Regions from separate parts of the Mus musculus genome. Here regions 1, 2, 3 and 5 are each linked to region 4. Evidence: chromatin contacts called from public HiCAR-type, HiChIP or PLAC-seq and promoter capture Hi-C data. All regions are on one chromosome and are shown on one strand. Each heading gives the region's core, a stretch centred on a gene start, on an enhancer-like site or on the middle of the called end of the contact. The rest is flanking DNA. Distances are from core to core; before and after follow the strand shown.

Region 1 (3,064 bases), core at 462-2,961, 1.2 Mb after region 4:
TCTGTACCTGTTAAACCGAGCTGGTGGAAACCAATGTCTCCTTATGAGGCCATGAAAAAGACAAAATAAAATTCAAGTGATGGAAGAACTCACACCAGTGCCTGTTAGAACAAGTTCATTATTTAAAACCTATCAGAAGCTGCTGAGCACTTGGTTTAAAGAGGATGGCCCTGAGAGATTAAAAGAAGTAGGTTAGATTGAGACTGTGCTACCTAGATGTGTATTTGCAAGGAATCTAGGCAAAGCAAGCAAAAGGTCTCCAGAACTTTGCTGAGCCCATTAATGGATTGGATTCAGTTCTCAACCAGAACATTCGATAGAAGGGCACCGCTTGTTGGTATGTGCGTACCCCAAGCTTCCAGTGTCGTTAAAATGTCTATTTTTGAGTGATTCCACAGCAGTAGTGGCAGGTGTTCTACACCTTCAGAAAGCTGTCCGTTGCGTGGTATGTATTTGGCAGACAGAGCACATCCCCTGATCAGGAGGATGGATTCTGTGCCTCTGGGGGCTCATCACACATCTCTTCACAATGCTTGAAGAGTCTATGACGGAGAACTTTGCCTCCTAGATGTTCTTCCCTTGATTTAAAAATAAAATTTAAAAGGAAATGAAAACCATGTGCTTCTGGAAATTTATATGTCGTTCATCAAAATCTATTGTTTTTTTGGAGCACTGTCTGAAGTCTAATAAGACTAATGAGTCTTTTTTTTTTTAATAAAAAAAGTCTTTAAAATCTTTCTTAAAAAGGCAGGAACTTGAGAAGCTTTGAAAACGGTTCCAAAGAGTAAAAATAATAATATTAATAAATTGCTCAAAACTCTCAAGCCCTGCAAGTTCAAAATTGACTTAATACCCTGAACCCAAGAGGTTTGAATTATTACTGTTCATTGTCTCTTGTTATGGGGCTTTACAGAAGGGAGAAAGAAGCCACACGGAGGGCCACTAAAATTCATTATGAGGTTTGCTTCACAGCCATGGCCATATCCCTGGAGAGTTCCTGAACCTTCTCAGCCTGAACTTAGACAGGAACCTCCACCCTGACCATCCCACTCTCAATCTGGCAGGATCGATAAATTGACCTGGTTTATGCTCTGGATACTGGAGCAAGAACCCTCCATGAATGGTTCTCCTGTGGGGAGCACAGTCTATATTATATAAATGGGTGATGTGCTATTAGACAGCTAAACAATCATGTGGAAAGATGAATGCAGAAAATAATAAAATAATAATATAATAAAATAAAATAAAAAGCCAACAGCCTGAACTGTCTTCCTGAAGAGACTTCCCCTGAACTCTCTACACTGTTGTCTGACGACCTCTTGTGGTGAAATCTTTGCCAGCAAGTGTGAATCAGGGCTTCTTAGCCAAGCCATCCCATGTTACATTTTACTAGATTCTCTTCCCACTGTTTTGTCGCTCACATTAAGCAAGGAGCAAGAACCAGTTGCAAGCACCCAGAATAAAAGTAAATGGTGCATGTGCCTGAGCGGTTGTCATTTAACAAATGTCACCTGGTGCTTTCTCTTCCAGGGAGCCTCTGATCTATTGCCTGTAGCAAGAAGAAGGGCCAGCCTGAAGCAAAACATGTCATCTGCACTTGCTTACATGCTGCTTGTCCTCAGCATCAGCCTCCTGAATGGTAAGAGACTCTCTTCTTGCTCTCCTTGCCTGAAGTGTTTATCGGGGGGGGGGGGGGGGGGGGTGGAGAGGCTGTCTCTGTCTGTTGCAATGCAGCTGTGAGAAAGGAAGACGTCTGGGTCATGTGCTGCTACTAAATTATTTGCCACACTTCTGCATTAAAATTAATGCCTGATCTTATCATGCACCCCCTCTCTTCCATCCCCATTTTGAGAGGGCACTGAGAGGGCACTGGAGATGGACTTGCCATCCAGGTTCTTACAGTTGCCAGCTACATGACTTGAACCACTTGTGTGTCTCTCCGTGGTTTTAATTTCTCCAAAGGAGGATAGTTATATTTCACATAGTTCAGATGGATTAATGCATTTGAAAATACCTTTGGACAACCATAAAATAACACACAGGATTGCTATTACAAGGTGAGAAAGAAGTGCAGCCACTTCCAGTATGTGTGCAACTCAGAGAAACAAAATTCAGAGCTAAATGAAAAGCTGTGTGATTATCTACATAGGTTTCCCTATCTACTTCTATGTCTTTCTGGACATGTGTACTTCTGAATGTAACAATGTACATACCAACTGTTTATAGTACTGGGCTATAAATGCTTCTGTGTGAATATATGTGTATATGTGAATACCAATGAGTAACCTCTGTGTATATCGTGTACATATGTGTGTATATATATGGGGTGTGTGTGTGTACCAATATATTGCCATCATTATGCCTTTGCTTGTATTTCTCTCTGGATATGTTTATATGGATGTTATGCATTATCTGTGTATATGGAATCAGCATAGGCAAGTGTCTGCATTTCTTGGACTTGTATCATATCCCTTGTATTGCACTGAGATAGTCCATAAACTTTGTTTCCTCTAGGGACATGAAAGTAACATTTGACTACTTGTCATTTCACATCATTTCACAGCCTTACCTTTCCCCCCTAGAAGGTTGTTTGGCTTGCTTAGTTTTTCAAGACAGGATTTCTCTGTGTAGCCCTAGCTATCCTGGAACTCACTCTGTAGACCAGGCTGGCCTCAAACTCAGAAACCTGCCTGCCTCTGCCTCCTAGGATTGATGAGATTTTTTAATGAATATTTCTCTCTACATAATTTGCTTCTCCTCACCCATGGCAGAATAAAACAAGCAAAAGAAACCTTGTATTTTTGCAATGACTCCCAAAAGCACTATCCTGACAAAATCTTCCCTGGAGGATGAACAATGCTCCAAATATTGGTAGATCCACACAATGCTCACACAGATTCTTTTCAGCAGTTCTAAGCTACTGTGATGCTTTGCTGGCCAGCCCATGGCCCCATTTGGTACACCATACTAGATCATCCATTAAGTTCTTCCTTAACACATTTCGTACAGAAATGTGGTTCCTGTTCATACAGATCCCTTTGCCATGATTCCCCTGACCTGATCT
Region 2 (2,706 bases), core at 197-2,696, 1.1 Mb after region 4:
ACAGATGACTTCCCTCAGCATCTCAGTAACAGGAGAGCACAAGGAAATTTACGACTGTGAACGCCTGCCTGTGGCTTGGGGTCAGGGTATATGCTGCACAGCAAAGCAGAAAGCCATGACCTTCTCTCCAAATAGCATGTGGATTAGTCACTTACCCTGTTCTGGAACCTACTTCTGCTGTGCAGCAGGAACGCAGACGTCTAGGAACCACAAGGAAATCGAACAGTTTTCCATTGCCAAAGGTGATTCTCCCTCTCTTCTCATTATCTGTTAGAATAGTCAAGGAAAATTACACTTTACTGAGTAACCCCCAGCCTTTCAAAGGTCACACAGGAATATAATCACTAACCTCTGGTGGTTCACGATGGTTTAGACACTTTAATAATATGATGATCTACCTACACGGGCATCCTGTTAAGTTTTGTGCTAGATAATTTCCCCCAAATTCAGTCAAATATACAAGTTCTAAGCATATCTGATAGGCAAGACAAGGCTAGATTATGATGTTCAACAGGTGTTTTTATTCTTTTTTTTTTCTTAAAATATCTTAAACTTAACAATGGGTTCATTGTGGTGTAACTTGGCCACTAAGAATGTCTGTATTCTGCCATTGGAGAGGATACTCGTTAGTTTTGAAAATGAACGGGCACTGTATTATACACTCTCAAAGGTAATTGTGAGCAATGGTCCACCTCAGCCACCAGAAGCCGGCATAGTCTGTGCACAGCAGATACACACCCCACAGCCTCTGAAAACCAGGGGTAGATCATGGTTTATCTTGTGCAGGTCATGTGTGAACGCCTCTTCTAATGCAAGAGAATCGCCTAAACGTCATGGGATTTCCAGCAGCTTCCTGCAGTGTGGCAGAAAGCCATTAACGAATGTGATTTGCCAGTTATTGTAAAGTGTCAATCAAATCAGAGGAAGAAAAAGCAATGTTTCAATGATTAAAAAAAATATTCAATAGCTTGTTCAAAATAACCACCCATCGTGGCCCTCTAACTTACCTAACAACGGGACACAGTGTTAATCAATGGCATCACTTACCTGTTCAGAGATAACTATTTGATCCAAGTAGCTATTGGTATTTGTTGTTTTAATAGTTTATTTTCAAGAGAACATAGGGAGGGGTGCAAGAGGAAAAGCAGTGTTTTGTTAATACCAAAGACATAATATAAAACAACCCTCAGATGGTGCAGCTTATTTGAGGAGGTACATTCTGCATTTGCGGAAAGGAGCCGACTCGTGGGTTGCTGAGGATGTTGGTGTATCTACTATTTTGATGTGGCTGAGCATAAAGTAGAGCCCTGGAAGTTCTGCTGTGTTAAAAAATAGAAAGCAACGCGTCCTTTAAGGGTCCCTGTTTATTCTTCCTCGACCACTTTCCTCTGACTCCTCCTCCTTCCCAGGGAAGGTGTGATTCCAATCCCTAGAGCCCCCTCAAGTATTGTCAAGCGGCTGGCTGCTGGGTGTTGCTTGCTGGGAAGTACGGAAAGAAATTTGACACCGAATCTCATCTTGGCTACTGGGAGAAATACCATCTTTGAGGTCACAGGACTTAAAGGACATTTCTATTATTGTTTTGTCTCTTTACTGGTAGTCTTGATGGAAGAAGGTCCCCTGATCATGCGAAACGGATCCGGGAGAAATCAGACATTACCTTGTCCACCTTTTCTCTGCATTCTGATTCCCCCAACTATCTCCGTCACCTTATAAAACTGGCAGGCTCTGGACCTTTTGCACGCTGGAGAAAAATCACTGTTTTGCCTCCAGCAAGGAACATGCATGTTGCAACACTGACTCCTCCTCTAGTGAAGAAAGAGTGAACAAGTGCACCGAGTTGAGCTTCTTCTCAGAGACACGCGGCTGGCGACGGCAGAGCAGAGGCTAAAATCCCCAGACTGCCGGGTCTTCTGAGCTGGGCTTTCCCCGCCTTCCTGCTCTGTCTCACTCACTCCTCTCCTGCGTTCTGGATTTTACACGGGGCTCAGGAAACAGCTTTACCTGTCACTGAAAAAGCTCGCGTTCTTTGCAAGAAGTGCTCAATCCCTGGTATGGCAGACTTTTCTCTCCAGCAGAAGTGAGTACCCATGTCAGACAAGGCTGTGCGTGGCCAGGGGTGGTGCGGGCGGGCGCTCTCCAGGGCCGCGGGTTCGAGGCCGCGAGTGGGAGTGGAACAGTTGGCTGCAGGCGCGGACAGCTTAGGGAAATGCCAGCTAGCTGCCAGAGCCCGCGGGCGCGAGGAAACCCCATCCCGTGCTGTGAGCGTGCCTGAAGCCAAACCTTGGTGTCCCTTTCGAGAAAAGCTAAATATATGCCAAGGGGCTTGGCCACCCACCCCAGCTTTTACAACTGCTCTCGGTGTGTTTTAAAATAAACCCTGCAAGCGCGCCCTTGCGAATGAGTTTCGGTGGTGTGATGGTGGGGTTGCAGGTGGTTTGTGTCGAAATGAAAAGCTGGGGAGATAGCGGGGAGGCTGAATGGGCTGGGGCAGGAGACGTGGTGGCAGCTAACTTGGGCAGTCTCCTGCCGGCTGCACAGCTGGGTGCCAGGTGAAGAGACAGTCACCTGAGCTCCCACCCCCACTCCCTAAGGCAGCTAAGCGGAGTCTGGGCAGTGTGCTAGGAATTCAGGCCCTAGGGGTAGAAGCAAGGACACACTGCTGGAGCAAAGATCATGGGATCAGGGGACAGAGGGGATAGCCTC
Region 3 (2,902 bases), core at 210-2,709, 1.6 Mb after region 4:
CTGAGCACGAGACTACTGTGGGCTCACCTCCAAAAATGTCAAGACCACACCTATCTCCTCCAGAGGTGACTTGAAGGTAATTGTGTTAGTCAGCTCTCCATCATTTGGCAAAGATCATCTTAAAGCTGGAAAAATGTACCTTGACTCAGGGTTTTGGGTTTTGGCCCATGATTCCCTGGCTCTGTTGTTTCTAGAGAGTGGTGAGAGACGTATTAGCATGGAGAGAGAGTGGCCTCATCTTCCTCGTCTCATGGCTAGCCCCTGAACAAAATCTCCCCTTTCAGGGAAGTAACCTACTTCCTCCCACTGGCTCCTGCTTTCTAAACTTTCCGCCACCTTCAATACACTGCAAAACACGAATCCATCAGTGGGTTAATTCAGTCATGGGGTTACAGGTCTTGTGATGCAATCTCCTTCCCCAAGCCCTGAACCCCACTGCACTGGGGACCACATCTTCAATACAAGAGTCTTTTCCGAAGCTAAACTGCTGCAGTGGGAAGAGCCAGTCCTTGCCAGAAGCCGCCCCTGCCTTAACGAGTACTGGAAGGACAGGGCATGTTAGCAGTTCCCAGGAGGAAAAAGAGCTCATTCTGGGGACCCCAGCTTCTGAGCTCTTCGCCTCCAGCTAGAGGGGGCAATCCACGGAATCACACAGAGATCAGGGTGCCTGCAAGAAGGGAAGGCTAGTTAGTTATCTCTTTGATCAGCTGCCCATCTACAAAGGCTGTTCACTGGCCACTTCCCAGGCTATGTCTGAGGTCGACTGATAAGACCTAGAAAGAGATCCCCGTATGGAGATGGGATACTGGAGAAGCCACCAGTATACCCAGTTTGGAGTGACAAGGGTGAGCAGTGTTGGGTGGGATCAATCTGAACCATCAAGTAACCAGACCAGAGCCCATCTGCTGTCACCCTAACCAGGATGGCTGTTGGCCTCTATTATGTAGAATAGGGGTATTAGTAGAGACTTTACCTGGAGGGCAGAGCCCTGAGGAGCTAAGAGTAGCACACATTCTCAGAACTAGCATTTGGGCAGAGAAACAAGCAGTAAGAACCTGTACCTTGGAGGACCACATCTATACCTAACTAAGTAGTGCTGTTTGCAACGCCTACCATGCAACACACCCCCAAATTCCTTTCTACCTCAAGATTCCGGGGTGTGGGGGTGTCATTTCATCCCAAGCAGAACAGACAGAGAGCAAGGGCACAGCAGGTCTTCTTTCTGTTCAGGTTCTGATGCTGACTGAAGCCACACTGGAGAAAGGAGACTTAAGTGAGCTTAGAGAGGTCGGGATGGGTCTCTGAACCTTTTGAATGTGGACTGCTGTATAAGGCAAAGAAAAGGAGAGGCTGAGGACGTATGGATTCCCCTGAACGCATCTCCCCACGGGCTAGAGGGGACACAGGAAACCAGCTCCCTCTCAAACAGGGCACAGGTCCTAGCTGGGCTGCTCATTCATCAGCAGACTTTTGTTTTCCTTTGAGTGCCTGTGGGAGAACAGCCCAGCATAGCCAGGGCTCTGGGAAGCTAAATTCCAGGGGTGGGAGGGATTCTGCAGCTCTTCCTCCAGCATCCTGGCTCCTTCAGACTCCCCAGTCTTGTTCTGATAATTCCTCCTCTAATTTGTAAAAAGCATGGAAATGAAATATAGTAAAAACCACCTGGGTCGTTCTTTCATTCTTTTCTTCTTTCTCCTCTCTTCTCTCTCTCTCTCTCTCTCTTTCTCTCTCTCTCTCTTTTGCAACATACACTCCAGGCAATAAAATCAAGGCAAACAGCTTGTGTTTCAGAAACATAAGTGCCACATGGTGCTTCTAAACAACACTTCTAAACACAGAGACTAAACACAGCGATGATAAATACCCACGAACTCAGACCAAGTACTCAGAGCTAGGGCAAAGGGCTAAGAGAAGGTACCAGCCAGGAAGAGCTCCCCTTGTCAATAATATTTTCAAACAAAATGGGGGGAGGGTGGTAATATATTCATCATTACTTTAAAGTATCAGCATGCTAAGTCTTTTATAAAATTATTTGTAAAAACTAAAGCTTTCTTGTTTTGTTTTATATTTTTGAGACGGGCTCTCAGAGAGGCTTGCCTCAAACTTGCTATGGCTGAGAAGGGTCTTGAACTTCCAATGCTCTGACCTCTGCCTCCATAGTGCTGAGAAGATAGGCAGGGACAACTTAACAGACCAGAGAGCTGTAAAGGCACTCACTGCCCAGCCTGACAACCTAAGTTTGAATCCCAAGACTCACTCTGATCTACACGGGTGTGGCGTGGTACACTCACATACACACGACACATGGATATAAGTTTTTTTAAGTGGCATGAATATATGTTGTTTTGGGTTTTTTTTTTGGTAACATTTTTTTAATTAGGTATTTTCCTCATTTACATTTCCAATGCTATCCCAAAAGTCCCCCATAGCCACCCCCACAAGAATATAAGTTTTTTAAGATTCAGAAGAGCCTAACCTGGTAGATTTGCGATGGTCACCCAACAAAATCACAGTACTCTCATAAATGTACACTTTTACGTCCTAATCTGTTGTTTTCTGTCATCTGTATAGAGAGGTAACCTTCTCCAAGGCACTCGGCTGTGAGGTACAGCTTAGCACGGTGACACAGGAGACAGAGACAGAGCAAGAAGACAATAAGTACCTTCCTTGGCAGTAGGTATGGCCACTCATGAGGTCCAGCCACGCGAGCGGCTCCTGGAGGGCTGGCTGTCCTCAGCCTGATCCACTCCGGGGCTTGCTTTCTTTCCTAACTCATCTCCAGAGTGGAGTTCATTGCTAGGGCCTGTGACTATCTCTTTGTCCAGCCTCTGGGAGACTGAAAGCAGACAACAGGAAGATAGACTCCTTCCCCAGACTTCAGAGATGATGGCTGTGCAGTGGG
Region 4 (2,757 bases), core at 222-2,721:
ACAAAAAAAACTTACTCCTAAGTTAAAAAAAAAAGAATAGTGAGAAATTGGTTATGATACCAAAAAAAAAAAAAAAAAAAAGAATTGTAAGTTTGCTACTGTGATGAAACATAATGAACATATCGGATATACATACATCGGATATATGACCCAGAGGTTGAGAACCGCTGAATATATCAGTAAGTGGGAGTTAGGGAACAGGTAAACAACTGGGGTGTAGAAGGCTCTTTCAATCTTTAAAGTTTTAAATGTCCTAGACATGGGAATCTTAAGGACTGAAGTGGAAAACCCAGCAGGGGTTTTCCTGAGAGAATTCAAGACACATCCGAGAGGATGGTGTAATGAAGCAATGTTTTGGAAGAGGCAGAAGAAAGGATCCAAAATAAGATTTGACTAGGATATCCCATTGAGATGTTTCCAGCTAGAAGTGGGAGTCAAAAGTGTAGTTTTCTGTGACGTGAAAGAGAAAACAGGTTCGATATCACAGAGGCATCTGAGTGTCACAAACATGAAATAGCATGCCCGGAATCCAGAGGCCACTTACTGGGAGTGCCAGGATCGCAAAGGAAAGGACGCCACAGCAAGGACCTCAGGGCAGTGGCCACCTACCCTGTCTTATGACTTTCCCTTCATTGTAGCTTTCCCTTTTATTCTTAATCAGCCTACATCTCTATGGTTGTGTAACTGTTCCCACAGACTCAGTAACTTCCCTTGCTCTAGCTTCAAGGACTACCTACCCAACATTCCAAAGTCAGATCAATAATCATCAAACACTGCTCTGAGCTTGCCTACAGGATAAAGTGCAAAACATTTTTAACCCTTCAGTCTGGTCCTACACAGCTTTCCAACCTTATCTCGCGGTCTAGACAGACACACAGGACTAGACAAGACTCCTTCCCTCATTATCCTCCTCCTTTCTCCCTGACAGCACTGCCTCTCTAGGCTGGTGGTCTTTTGGTGGTCACCGGAGCTCGGGCTAATGCTCTGTGATCCTTCTCGGTTAGCTCTAATTCCTCTCTAATAAAGGGCTCGGCATCTTTATTTGCCATCAGGCCCTGCAAAACGAAGCCGTTTGGAGCGAGGTCACCGCCCCCAGCTCTTACTCCAGCGACGGCCACATCAGCCATCCAGCAGACACTGGTTAAAATTTACCCTAGACGAGCATGACCAACTACCCAGAAAGCAAGCAAAAATGAAAGCAACTAGAGGAAGATGCGCAAGAAACTTGCTTTCCCGCCAGGCGCTCAAAACTCCGCCTGCACCCCCAACGCCGCCCAGACCAGTTCCAACTGGATTTCTTCGGGCAGCTCGAAAGCCAAATAGAATTTCGTCCCTTTCCCAGCCCCAGCCAATCCCCGCAGCCCCTCGGGCTCCCAAACCTTCCCGACCTCTGATTAGCTGACAGATCTGGCCCGGGGGCGGGCTTAGAGCGGCCTCCCTGAAAGGGTGAAGAGGGAGGTGGGGCCGGGCCGAGAGGCCACTGCGCAGGCGCCCAAGAAAACGGATAAACAAACAAATAAAACCCACTGCCCGGGGGCCAGCCCGGATCCCCGCCTCCCGGGGCCTCCCGGGGCCTCTCCGCCCTCGCGTGCGTCTGGGCACGTCCCCCCCCCCCCCGGCGCGTTCCACGCACGTCCCCGCACTTAACCTGTGCGCGGCCGGCGCGGTGCTGGCGGCAGGGAGCGCGAGCCTGCACCCGCGGCCCCGCGGATCATGACTTGCTACCGGGGCTTCCTGCTGGGCAGCTGCCGGCGCGTGGCGGGTGGCCGCGCGGCTCTGCGGGGTTCGGGCTCGGGCGCGGACGGCCGGCGGCACTTGGGGCACGGGCAGCCGCGCGAGCTGGCGGGCGGTGGTAGCCCCGCCGACGGCGGCTTCCGCCCCTCGCGGGTGGTGGTGGTGGCGAAAACCACCCGCTACGAGTTCGAGCAGCAGCGGTACCGCTACGCGGAGCTCTCGGAGGAGGACCTGAAGCAGCTGGTGGGTCCTGGCGGGGGACGGCCGGTACTCGGGGTGGGGGTGGGGGGCGACGGGCCACAGGACACCCCCAAAGCCCGACAACCTTCCTCCGATTGCCTGTGGGGCCCCTCGGGCATGGGACTGGGGCGCCCTGAGCCTGCCTTAGAGGGGGCTCCTGGGACCGGGACTTGGGAAGCCACGTGTGTCCTCGCCCCCGCCTCGGTAGCACGGACTCCCATCGCTGAGAAGATGAGGGTTGTTCGCCCTGTTTGTCCTGGGGACCTCTCCCCAGACCACCGGGAGAAAGGAAATTCTCCAGCACAGCCACTGGTGGCGGAGAGAGGGCCGAAGTGCCGCGGTCACACCCCCTTCTCGCCTGGGGACAGAGGCCTGGCCAGGGAAAGCCCTGCTGGATTGTGGTCGCCTGTCCCTTCAGGGTCTCTTACTGCTTGAAAAGCAAGCACCTGGGACAGCGAGGCAGGAAAGCTGACCCGAGATGGGTTTTTGTGTTGGAAGGTCAGAAAAGGAACAAGTATGCCGGCTAATGGGGAGAAGGCATGAACCCTGAAGTAACAGGGCCTCCGCCATACACCGTGTTTGGTGTATTTACTAATAGCGTTGCCAGGTATGCCATGCGTGTGTGTGTGTGGGAAGGATTAAACCCAGAGTTCGAGCTTCCCCATTTTTGAAAAAAAAAATTGATTTTGTGCTACCCAGTAACTTTTGGGAAATGGGCTGTTAGCAATTTATTTAGGAACCCCCCCCCCCACAGTTATGCCTGTAATTGTTGACTCCAGACAC
Region 5 (2,765 bases), core at 51-2,550, 1.2 Mb after region 4:
CTGTACTGGGGCATATAAAGTTTGCAAGACCAAGGGGCCTCTCTTCCCAATGATGGCCAACTAGGCCATCTTCTGCTGCATATGCAGCTAGTACTTGGATGGAAGGCCACAACTGACTCTTAAAGACTGTATGTAACACCAAATATTAGAGCAATTGTCTTCACTTAGTAGCATTTCTGAGGGTTTAAGTCCCTTTCATTTGGATTCTCAGTTTCCATGTGCAATGAATTTTTTTACAGGTGAGCAAGAAAAGTATGGAAGGAAGCCTAAGAAAGGCCGCAATGAGACTTTAAAAAATGATGCCAATTTTAGAACGCATCTTCTCTTTCAGACTTGGAAAATTAACTTTTATTACTGCCCTATGCAAACTAAATTTAAAATAAGCTTTGGATTATACCCCGTGCGTATGAGCGGACGTTATGACATTGATTGACAACGTCAGATCTACCCTCAACCCTCTGAGAGTATGATTCACACATACCTGGGATCAGAAAAGAAGTGTTTTCCAGACTAGGCAAGTCACTAGAGCTCTGGTGGTACTCAGGGTAGATTTCTTCCCCATAATTCCTAGCTAAAGATGAAAGATACAGACAAATGACCCATCCTAGGAGAATTTACAAGGGTAGTGGTAAGCAGGTAGGTTTCAGAACAGCTCATGAAACAATTCTGCAGCAGGAGTCAAGGAGTCCCAAAGAAGTGGCCTATATGGGACAGCAAGGAGAGACTCAAAAAAAAAAAAAAAGGAGGAAAAAAAAACCCTATGTGGGGCTCAGCAGTGAAGAGCACTGAGTGCTCTTTCAGAGATCCTGAGTTCAATTCCCAGCAACCACATGGTGGCTCACAACCATCTGTAATGAGATCTGATGCCCTCTTCTGGTGTGTCTGAAGACAGCTACAGTATACTCATATACATAAATCTTTTAAAAAAAAAGTCCTATGTAAAAGGCATAATGGTAGATGTTGCAAGAAAGCAGTGTGTGTATTGGTATCTGGCAGGAGGCTCAGGAATGTTCACATCACAGTCGTTAGGAAAGGAAAGCAAGGGACCCCTTATTGTAGGATATATGGACAATTTAATCATGGGGTTTTTTTCCCCCAATAATAAAATTTTCAGCAGGAAAAAAAAATAACAGTAAACAGTAAGCTACGTGTAACATAAGGATGAAAGATTTCAAAACCCGTCTTTTACAAAATGCACAGCAACAGCTTCTTTTGTGACAGCATCATCAGTCCCCGTGGTTTGCAGCCGGATGTAACAAGCCCTTTTGAAGAGCTAAGAGGGCAGAAAGTTTCTGTTGCCAAATATATAAGAGAAGCAGGAAGCACTTAGCCTCGGACCAGGAAGGGCATCCTTGCAGGAGACCCTGCAGGTCTGTGCAGTTCATTGCCCAATGCTTCCCTTAAATAAAGAGCCACAGACTTCAGGAGTGTGTTCCCCCCTGAGTGATTCTGCAAGAGTTGTTTGCCCTCCAGCACTGGGCTGTGCTGAAAGAGTTTAGTTTCCCAGGGAACAAGATCTGGGTCTAAGGCAAGGCAAGCAGCATCCTATGCCCAAACCAGTAACTCCGTTTTCTCAGCCTGCCAATCACATTGGAGCTTCCAGACCATCAGTAGCTGGGGGGGGGGGGGGGGGGGGGGGAAGGCCTCAAGTCTCCAGTCCCCATCATGATAGTGAGACCCAGAGGAAAGGGAACACCTGTTGCCACCATTTTGAAGGGACAGTGGTGACCCATAAAGAGGGTGCTCTAAAGGAGACAGGACAATTCAAGGACTTGGATAAAATATCAAACTGACAGTGGTGAGCAACTGTCAGGTTCTAGGACCAGTTTAATCCTGACTGGGCAGAGGATAGGGGCCATCCACACAACCCCTGGAGGGAGCGTTCTATAGAACCGGCTGCCTTGGTCAGCTTAGGGCAACCAGCATTAAGGCAGCAGGAGGAGGGATATAACCCAGGCTCACCTCTCCCAACCCCTACACAGGGTTCCTTCCTGCCAAGGCTCTCTACACCTTTAGTTTACAGTGGAAATCAGAAGGCAGTAGGACTCAGGTGCAGACCATATAATTCAGAACAGGAAACAGGAAATGTGGAAGAAGGAGGGGCTAAGGGAGAGCACAAACATTGGCCAGCTGCAGCCCGGCCCCAATTGGGACTGCAGACTTGGGTAGATGGATGGTTGCCACATCCTGCTCTGAGCCTTTTGAGTGACTCTGAGATAGAGCGCCTCTGTGGAGTTCCACAGAGCAGGCACACAGGCTGAAATCATGAGGTTTGTATTTTACCTCCTTGCCGGTTTGCAAGTCTTGAAAGCTCACTCCTCTAAGCTGATGGCAGCCCTCATGCAAAGCAATCTGATTGCTGTGTCTGGGGTTCAATACACACACACACACACACACACACACACACACACACACTCAGGTGCACGTGCATACACACAAAGACAGAACAGTTTGCTTGCAACATTGTCATAGCTTAGTGAACAGTATAGCATTGTTCTGGCTCAAGAAGCCCTGGTTCTTCAAAGCTCCTACTTAGATGAAATTATTTGCATCACAAACAAAAATTGTTTTGCATTTTTTAGATAATGAAGGATCGTTTAAATATATAAATTAAGGGCTATTTAGAAAAAATAGGTGTCTTTGTGAGACTGGCTTAATTCACTTACCATGATCATATTCAGTTATGGTCATTTTAAATACAAATCATGTGTGTTCCAATGACGTGAGATTACAGTGAACTATCTAGGGAAACTAACAGGAGTGGA

The links. Promoter capture Hi-C pulls out the DNA fragments that hold promoters and counts their contacts. HiCAR-type assays count read pairs that join an accessible place to other places. HiChIP or PLAC-seq counts read pairs in DNA pulled down with a chosen protein or histone mark.
Region 1: an H3K4me3 HiChIP or PLAC-seq map of pro-B cells shows a contact between it and region 4, with 8 times the contacts expected there. The contact joins the enhancer-like site here to the promoter of Nadk2 in region 4. A contact is called at or near these places in 4 of 39 promoter capture datasets (the C10 cell line, the HPC-7 cell line, hippocampal neurons and 1 more) and 4 of 115 datasets of contacts at active chromatin or transcription factors (embryonic stem cells, epiblast stem cells, large pre-B cells and 1 more).
Region 2: a promoter capture Hi-C map of embryonic stem cells shows a contact between it and region 4, with 3 times the contacts expected there. The contact joins the promoter of Prlr here to the promoter of Nadk2 in region 4.
Region 3: a HiCAR-type map of astrocytes shows a contact between it and region 4, with 2.7 times the contacts expected there. The contact joins the enhancer-like site here to the promoter of Nadk2 in region 4. A contact is called at or near these places in 4 of 39 promoter capture datasets (embryonic stem cells, hippocampal neurons, pre-B cells and 1 more) and 6 of 115 datasets of contacts at active chromatin or transcription factors (astrocytes, embryonic stem cells, epiblast stem cells and 3 more).
Region 5: an H3K27ac HiChIP or PLAC-seq map of thymic regulatory T cells shows a contact between it and region 4, with 6 times the contacts expected there. The contact joins the enhancer-like site here to the promoter of Nadk2 in region 4. A contact is called at or near these places in 3 of 39 promoter capture datasets (the C10 cell line, liver and pre-B cells) and 2 of 115 datasets of contacts at active chromatin or transcription factors (large pre-B cells and thymic regulatory T cells).

What each region holds. Positions count from the first base shown.
Region 1 is chr15:10,312,635-10,315,698 of GRCm38.p6, forward strand. Prlr (prolactin receptor) reads left to right here. Exons shown (of 10, transcript NM_011169.5): 3 at 1,531-1,639. The coding sequence starts at 1,585. Among named protein-coding and RNA genes, the nearest start is that of Gm41269, 44 kb to the right of the region's middle. Within about 2 kb of position 1,712, at least 3 of the 459 cell types and tissues checked have an H3K27ac peak or open chromatin away from gene starts, as enhancers often do. A contact at or near this core is called in pro-B cells, where this site is marked.
Region 2 is chr15:10,175,792-10,178,497 of GRCm38.p6, forward strand. Prlr (prolactin receptor) reads left to right here and starts at 1,447. Exons shown (of 10, transcript NM_011169.5): 1 at 1,447-2,080.
Region 3 is chr15:10,647,077-10,649,978 of GRCm38.p6, forward strand. All of the region lies in intron 2 of Rai14 (retinoic acid induced 14), which reads right to left. Among named protein-coding and RNA genes, the nearest start is that of Gm10389, 48 kb to the left of the region's middle. Within about 2 kb of position 1,460, at least 109 of the 459 cell types and tissues checked have an H3K27ac peak or open chromatin away from gene starts, as enhancers often do. A contact at or near this core is called in astrocytes, epiblast stem cells and stem cell-derived epiblast-like cells, where this site is marked.
Region 4 is chr15:9,069,789-9,072,545 of GRCm38.p6, forward strand. It overlaps Nadk2 (NAD kinase 2, mitochondrial), which reads left to right and starts at 1,472. Exons shown (of 13, transcript NM_001040395.4): 1 at 1,472-1,977. The coding sequence starts at 1,714.
Region 5 is chr15:10,234,856-10,237,620 of GRCm38.p6, forward strand. All of the region lies in intron 1 of Prlr (prolactin receptor), which reads left to right. Among named protein-coding and RNA genes, the nearest start is that of Gm41268, 34 kb to the left of the region's middle. Within about 2 kb of position 1,301, at least 34 of the 459 cell types and tissues checked have an H3K27ac peak or open chromatin away from gene starts, as enhancers often do. A contact at or near this core is called in pre-B cells and thymic regulatory T cells, where this site is marked.